Regions from separate parts of the Danio rerio genome. Here region 2 is linked to region 1. Evidence: chromatin contacts called from public HiCAR-type data. All regions are on one chromosome and are shown on one strand. The core of a region is the stretch at or near the end of the contact, and the rest is flanking DNA. Distances in the headings are between cores, read along the strand shown.

Evidence for each region. HiCAR-type assays count read pairs that join an accessible place to other places.
Region 2: a HiCAR-type map of caudal fin shows a contact between it and region 1, with 12 times the contacts expected there. The contact joins two enhancer-like sites. A contact is called at or near these places in 2 of 18 Hi-C or Micro-C datasets (both in embryo) and 1 of 4 datasets of contacts at active chromatin or transcription factors (caudal fin).

Annotation. Positions count from the first base shown.
Region 1 is chr6:53,119,031-53,121,922 of GRCz12tu, forward strand. No RefSeq gene overlaps it. Among named protein-coding and RNA genes, the nearest start is that of mych, 24 kb to the left of the region's middle. Within about 2 kb of position 1,526, at least 27 of the 62 cell types and tissues checked have an H3K27ac peak or open chromatin away from gene starts, as enhancers often do.
Region 2 is chr6:54,018,521-54,021,412 of GRCz12tu, forward strand. All of the region lies in intron 6 of ptprt (protein tyrosine phosphatase receptor type T), which reads right to left. Among named protein-coding and RNA genes, the nearest start is that of ptprt, 160 kb to the right of the region's middle. Within about 2 kb of position 1,466, at least 11 of the 62 cell types and tissues checked have an H3K27ac peak or open chromatin away from gene starts, as enhancers often do.

The DNA.
Region 1 (2,892 bases), core at 276-2,775:
TAATTGAATTAGAGTAAGTTACTGTAGATTCTAAAGGACATTGTTACCAGTGCACTATAAATGATTTTTGTAAATTACACAGTATTTAACTGTAATATGAGCTGTATTTTACTGTAGGACAGTTATACAGCAGCAGAAGGTTATTGTTTTTTAAAGTTACATTGTGAAAATTACTGTATATTTTACAGTAAAGATATGCAACACTGTAAATACACAGAGCAAAATACCTTGTGCTGTAAATGTAAATACAGTATTTTTGCTGTAATTGATTTACAGTAATTTACTGTAGATTCTACAGGACCTTGTTAATAGTGCACTATAAATGATTTTTGTAAATGACACAGTATTTAACTGTAATATGAACTGTATTTTATTGTAGGACAATTATACAGTGTGTTACTCTATTTTAAAGGTGCACTGTTAAAATTACTGTACATTTTACAGTAAAGACATGCATTACTGTAAATACAAAGAGCAAGATAAGTTGTGCTGTAAAAGTAAATACAGTAATTTTGCTGTAATTGATTTACAGTAAGTTACTGTAGATTCTACAGAACATTGTTAACAGTGCATTGTTATTTTTTTAAATGGCACTGTATTTACCTGTAACATGAACTGTATTTTACTGTAAAACAATTATGCGGTATGTTACTGTATTTTAAAGTTGCATTGTGAAAATTACTGTACATTTTACAGTGAAGATATACAATACTGTAATTACTAATTACTTAGAGCAAGATTAGTTGTGAATTATATAAGTTGTGAAAATTATATTATATATATATGTATATATATATATATATGTATATATATATTTATATATATATATATATATATATATATATATATATATATATATATATATATATATATATATATATATATATATATATATATACACATATATATATATATTTATTTATTTCAATTGTTTTAAAACATTTTTGTGTTTCTATATACCCGAAATGTGTATTAATTTAATGCTTAGTGGTATTTATAGTATTATTAGTGGCAGTTATAGTTAACTAACATAATCCTGGTCCATGTTTATATGCAATTTTTACATTTTGCAATATTTTGGTATCCAATCATATACACAACTAAACAGCCAACATAATTACACTATTTTGGTTCTTTATTGGAATTAATGGTTCCATTTAGAACTTTAACATATGTGGAATCTTTCAGATGCAGAAAAAAAAGTCCTTCATACTAATTTTCATTTGTCTAATTTAAAAAAAAATAGAAAATGGTCCTTTTGAGGTTTAAGGAACAAAAACATGTCCTCAAATAAATCACTACAAAACCCCATTATACAACCCTTTATTTTAAAAGTGCCACATAATGTTAAAGATCAAATGTTTACCATTAGTATTTGAGCCTTGTTTAAAGTTAAGACCAGTATAAACACACACACACCCTACACGTTGATAACATGCTTGTAAATGGCCACAGAGCCTGTGGTCAAAGATCAGTAATCCCAGTGAGATGAGCACACGGGTGGACTGAGGTTTTAGGGTCGCCTCCTAATGAAGCCTAATCCCCCGAAGGCCAAAGGTCAGCCTGTATCCACTTTCCTGACTATCAGAAGCCTCATTCTTTTGTGCATGTTAAACCCCCTTTTATTCGTGCCCTCGGAGCATAATGAGAGTTCAGTCACAGCGAGGTTAATTAGGCGAAGAAGCCGATCGAGTGTCTTTAAACATTAATGGAATTTATGTGGATTTACTGCCACAATGTCCAATCGTGTCGCAAAGATTCTTCCGCGCAAAAGCTTTCAGGCTGACAGAGGAATGATAGAAGCTTGTGTTGACATGTTAACGGCTTTACGCAATATATTACTTTTTTTTTTACATTCTGAGGTGGCAAAATGCTGTTCAACCAGTCAGTTGCACGGGTATCACAGTCATGTGCACGTGCAAAAAAAAAAGAAAAGGAAAACTCACTCTTTTTCATAGTGAATGTGACGTTCATGCTGGCTGTCGTGAAAAAAAGATGAATGGTTAATCAGTGAAGCTTCCAGGAATCTTCCAAGAAGTGTGATTGTTGGGGAGCCGCAGGGCCCCTGAGCCTCCAGCATGAGGCCTTTCCTCGGGGCCGCTTCCTCCACTGCGGGGGTGCAGATCTGAGCTCCTGGAGGTGAACGCCTCTGTCAGATTCACAACGGCCTAAAGCACTAGGACGAACACACACACACACTGAGGTCAGGGCACACTGAAAAACTAGAACAAATGACAAGAAAAGGAATATATTAATATTAAAATAGAATTACTTTATCCCATAGGTTATAGGAAAATAATAATAACAATAATAATAATAATAATAATATTAATAAAGTTCTATATTATACCAATAAAATTTACGCAGTTTTATTTACATCTCTGATATAATATAATATAATATAATATAATATAATATAATATAATATAATATAATATAATATAATATAATATAATATAATATAATATAATATAATTTCAAAATATTCTATAATTAAACTTAATGTAACATAACAACCAAAATAACATAACTTAACGTAATTTAATGTAACTTAAGGTGACATAACTTAACATAATTTAACGTAACTTAACATACCAATATAACAACCAAAATTAACATGGCTTACCATAACTTAACGTAACACAACGTAACAACTTAACGTAATAGCTTAATGTAACATAACTTAACGTAACTTAACAATTAAAATAACATAACTTACCATAACTTAATGTAACAGAGCATAACATATCTTAACATAACAACTTAACATAATTTATTTAACGTAGCTTAACATACCAACATAACAACCAAAGTAACGTTATGCAACGTAACAATGCAACACAACGTAACAACTTAACATAACAACTTAATGTAATGTAACAACATAACTTA
Region 2 (2,892 bases), core at 216-2,715, 900 kb after region 1:
TAAAAAACATAACACAAGTTCTTTCTGAAATCAAAACACACTCCAGAGCTAAAAACAGAAGCAAAACTGCATACATTATAAACTAAACTGCATAAAAACAACTCATTAGAACTGATATCAGAAACTTAAAGTCTTTAGGAAAATGCCCAACCACCGGCATGGTGGCTCAGGGGTTAGCACTGTCACCTCACAGCAAGAAAGTCACTGGTTTGAGTCACATCTGGGCCAGTTGGCATTTCTGTGTAGAGTTTGCTTGTTCTACTCCATGTGGGTTTTCTCTGGGTGTTCAGGTTCAAAGATATGTGGTTTGATGAATTGAATAAACTAAACTGGCTGTAGTGTATGAGTGTACACTCATAAGCTTTTCCTGGGAACACCACTTGAAAAAATGCCTCCACCAGACTACAACCCTGAGGCAGCACAAAAACATTTAAAGCCATGATACACATTCATATTTGCACTAATAAAATTGTATCATTGTACTCACTTTTGTTAGATTTGTTTTTAATGTTTGTACAATTTGTCTTAACTATATTAATAAACCTCTTACATTTCATAAATTACTGTTATATACAGTTTAAGTCAGAATTATTAGCCCCCCTGAATAATTTTTCACCAATTTCTGTTTAACAGAGAGAAGATTTTTTTTCCCCCAAAATTTCTAAACATAATAGTTTTAATAACTCATTTCTAAAAATTGTTGATTTTATCTTCGTCATGATGACAGTAAATAATATATGACTAGATATTTTTCAAGACACTTCTATACAGCTTAAAGTGACATTTAAAAATATTAAACAATATTTTAAACAATATATTAAAAAAATATAAACTTAAAGATATTTTTCTTTCACAGTATAATATATTTTCACTGGTTTCAATGGATGTATGGGCAATAAATAATTGCAGTGAAATTTGGTTTTCAGTTTATTTCTTTCTCCATGCGCTTGTCACACACATTAAACTATTGTATGTTATGTCATCTACTCCTAGTTTAATATTAACATCTAAAAGGACGTAACAGTGTGTGTGTGTGAGATTGTGAGAGTGTTTCCCAGTACTGGGTTCCGGCTGGAAGGGCATCTACAGCATAAAATATAAGCCAGAGTAGTTGGCGGTTCATTCCGCTGTGGCAACCCCTGATAAATCAAGATTATGCAAAGAAAAACGAACAAATGAATAGAATTACACAATGAGGATTGAGTTCATGAGAGATCAGTGAACAAAGAACCAATCAAAGCAGATGTGGACAAACAACGCTCTCTGTTTGCCCGCAGAGAACAGATGCATGTTTTCGTCCTGTTAATGACAAGCTCCAATTCTTGACCCGAGCCACTCGGCAGCGTTCTGTCCCACCGAGCGAGTGTGAGTCTATAAGTGTAAATGCATCACTGGGAGTGTGTTCACCGAGGCATGTAAAACCAGAGCAGAGACGTGTAAGTCAGCAGAGGGGCCCGCGCGTGGCTTTAATGAAAGCAGCGTGTCAGCAGAAGGTGTGATGAATTCTGGAGACATGGGAGGAGGAGGAGACTGAGAAAAGCAGGGGGAAGAAAAAGTGGGAAGACAGAGACGGTGGGAGAAAGGGAAGAGCAGAGGGCTCTTAGCAGTCGGGTCCCCAGTGTGAGAGCGTGATTCCGGCAGCTCACGGCGGGAGACTCTTAGAAGCTGTAGCTGTGCTTTATTGGAGCCTGGAAATCAGTAAACAAGACTGATGTGTGTTGGGATAGGCTGCTAAATCCACTACCGTTCTCCACATCATCTCCCTCTATCAATCTTTTTTCGTCTATCGCTCTGTCTATTGTCTGCTCTGGTCTGACAGCTTCTATAGTAAGTCACTGATGGAAATATGCACTGCTGGAAAACCAACTTCACTCATTTCTTTAGATCACTCCTTGAGTATCATTTAGTCACTGATAAATCCTATTTAGCATTTCCAGATCACAACATTTGGCCATATTAGAGCTTTAAAGAGCCCCTATTATGCATTAAGAAGGTCATGTTTTGGTTTTGAGGGTCTCCAACACCAGGCTGATTTGCAGACAAGGTAAAAAAACACTTTTATTGTCTTATAATATGCATTTATTTTTACCTAATTATCCCAACGGCAACCATATGATTTGTTCAGCGATTCATTTGTTCCCAAACCTCTCCTCAGCACAATGCTTATCTGCGCTGATTGGTCCGATGACGTAGTCTGTTGCAATTGGTCAACTGCGATCAGCGAGTTTTCCCGGGTCTGTGCGCGCAACAAATGGGCGGGGCTTAAGTTTTGTGTCAACATCACGTCGACATGGTTAAAGATTCATTACCCAGACGATTAATTTAAACCACTCTAAGTCGACTATTTAGATGAATCAATACTTTTAAACACTTTCAGATTAAAGCATAAGATGGACATTTCACTTCACATGTTACACACAGGGCGATGCAGTGGCGCAGTAGGCAGTGCTGTCGCCTCACAGCAAGAAGGTCGCTGGTTCAAGCCTCGGCTGGGTCAGAGTTTCTACAGTATGTGGCGTTTGCATGTTCTCCCTGTGTTCACGTGGGTTTCCTCTGGGTGCTTCGGTTTCCCCCAAAAACATGCGGTACAGGTGAATTGGTTAAGCTAAACTGTTTGCAGTGTATGAGTGTGGATAAATGTGTATATATGTTTCCCAGAGATGGGTTGCAGCTGGAAGGGCATCCACTGTGTAAAAACATATGCTGGATAAGTTGGTGGATCATTCCGCTGTGGCGACCCCAGATTAATAAAGGGACTAAGCTGAAAAGAAAATGAATGAATTAATGTTACACACAGCATGAAAGGTCATTTTCAAAAGCCCCTAATAGAGGCTCTTAAAAATTCTGCAGAATGTCATTAATATCTTACCCAATTAGTTAATTAAATAGCTT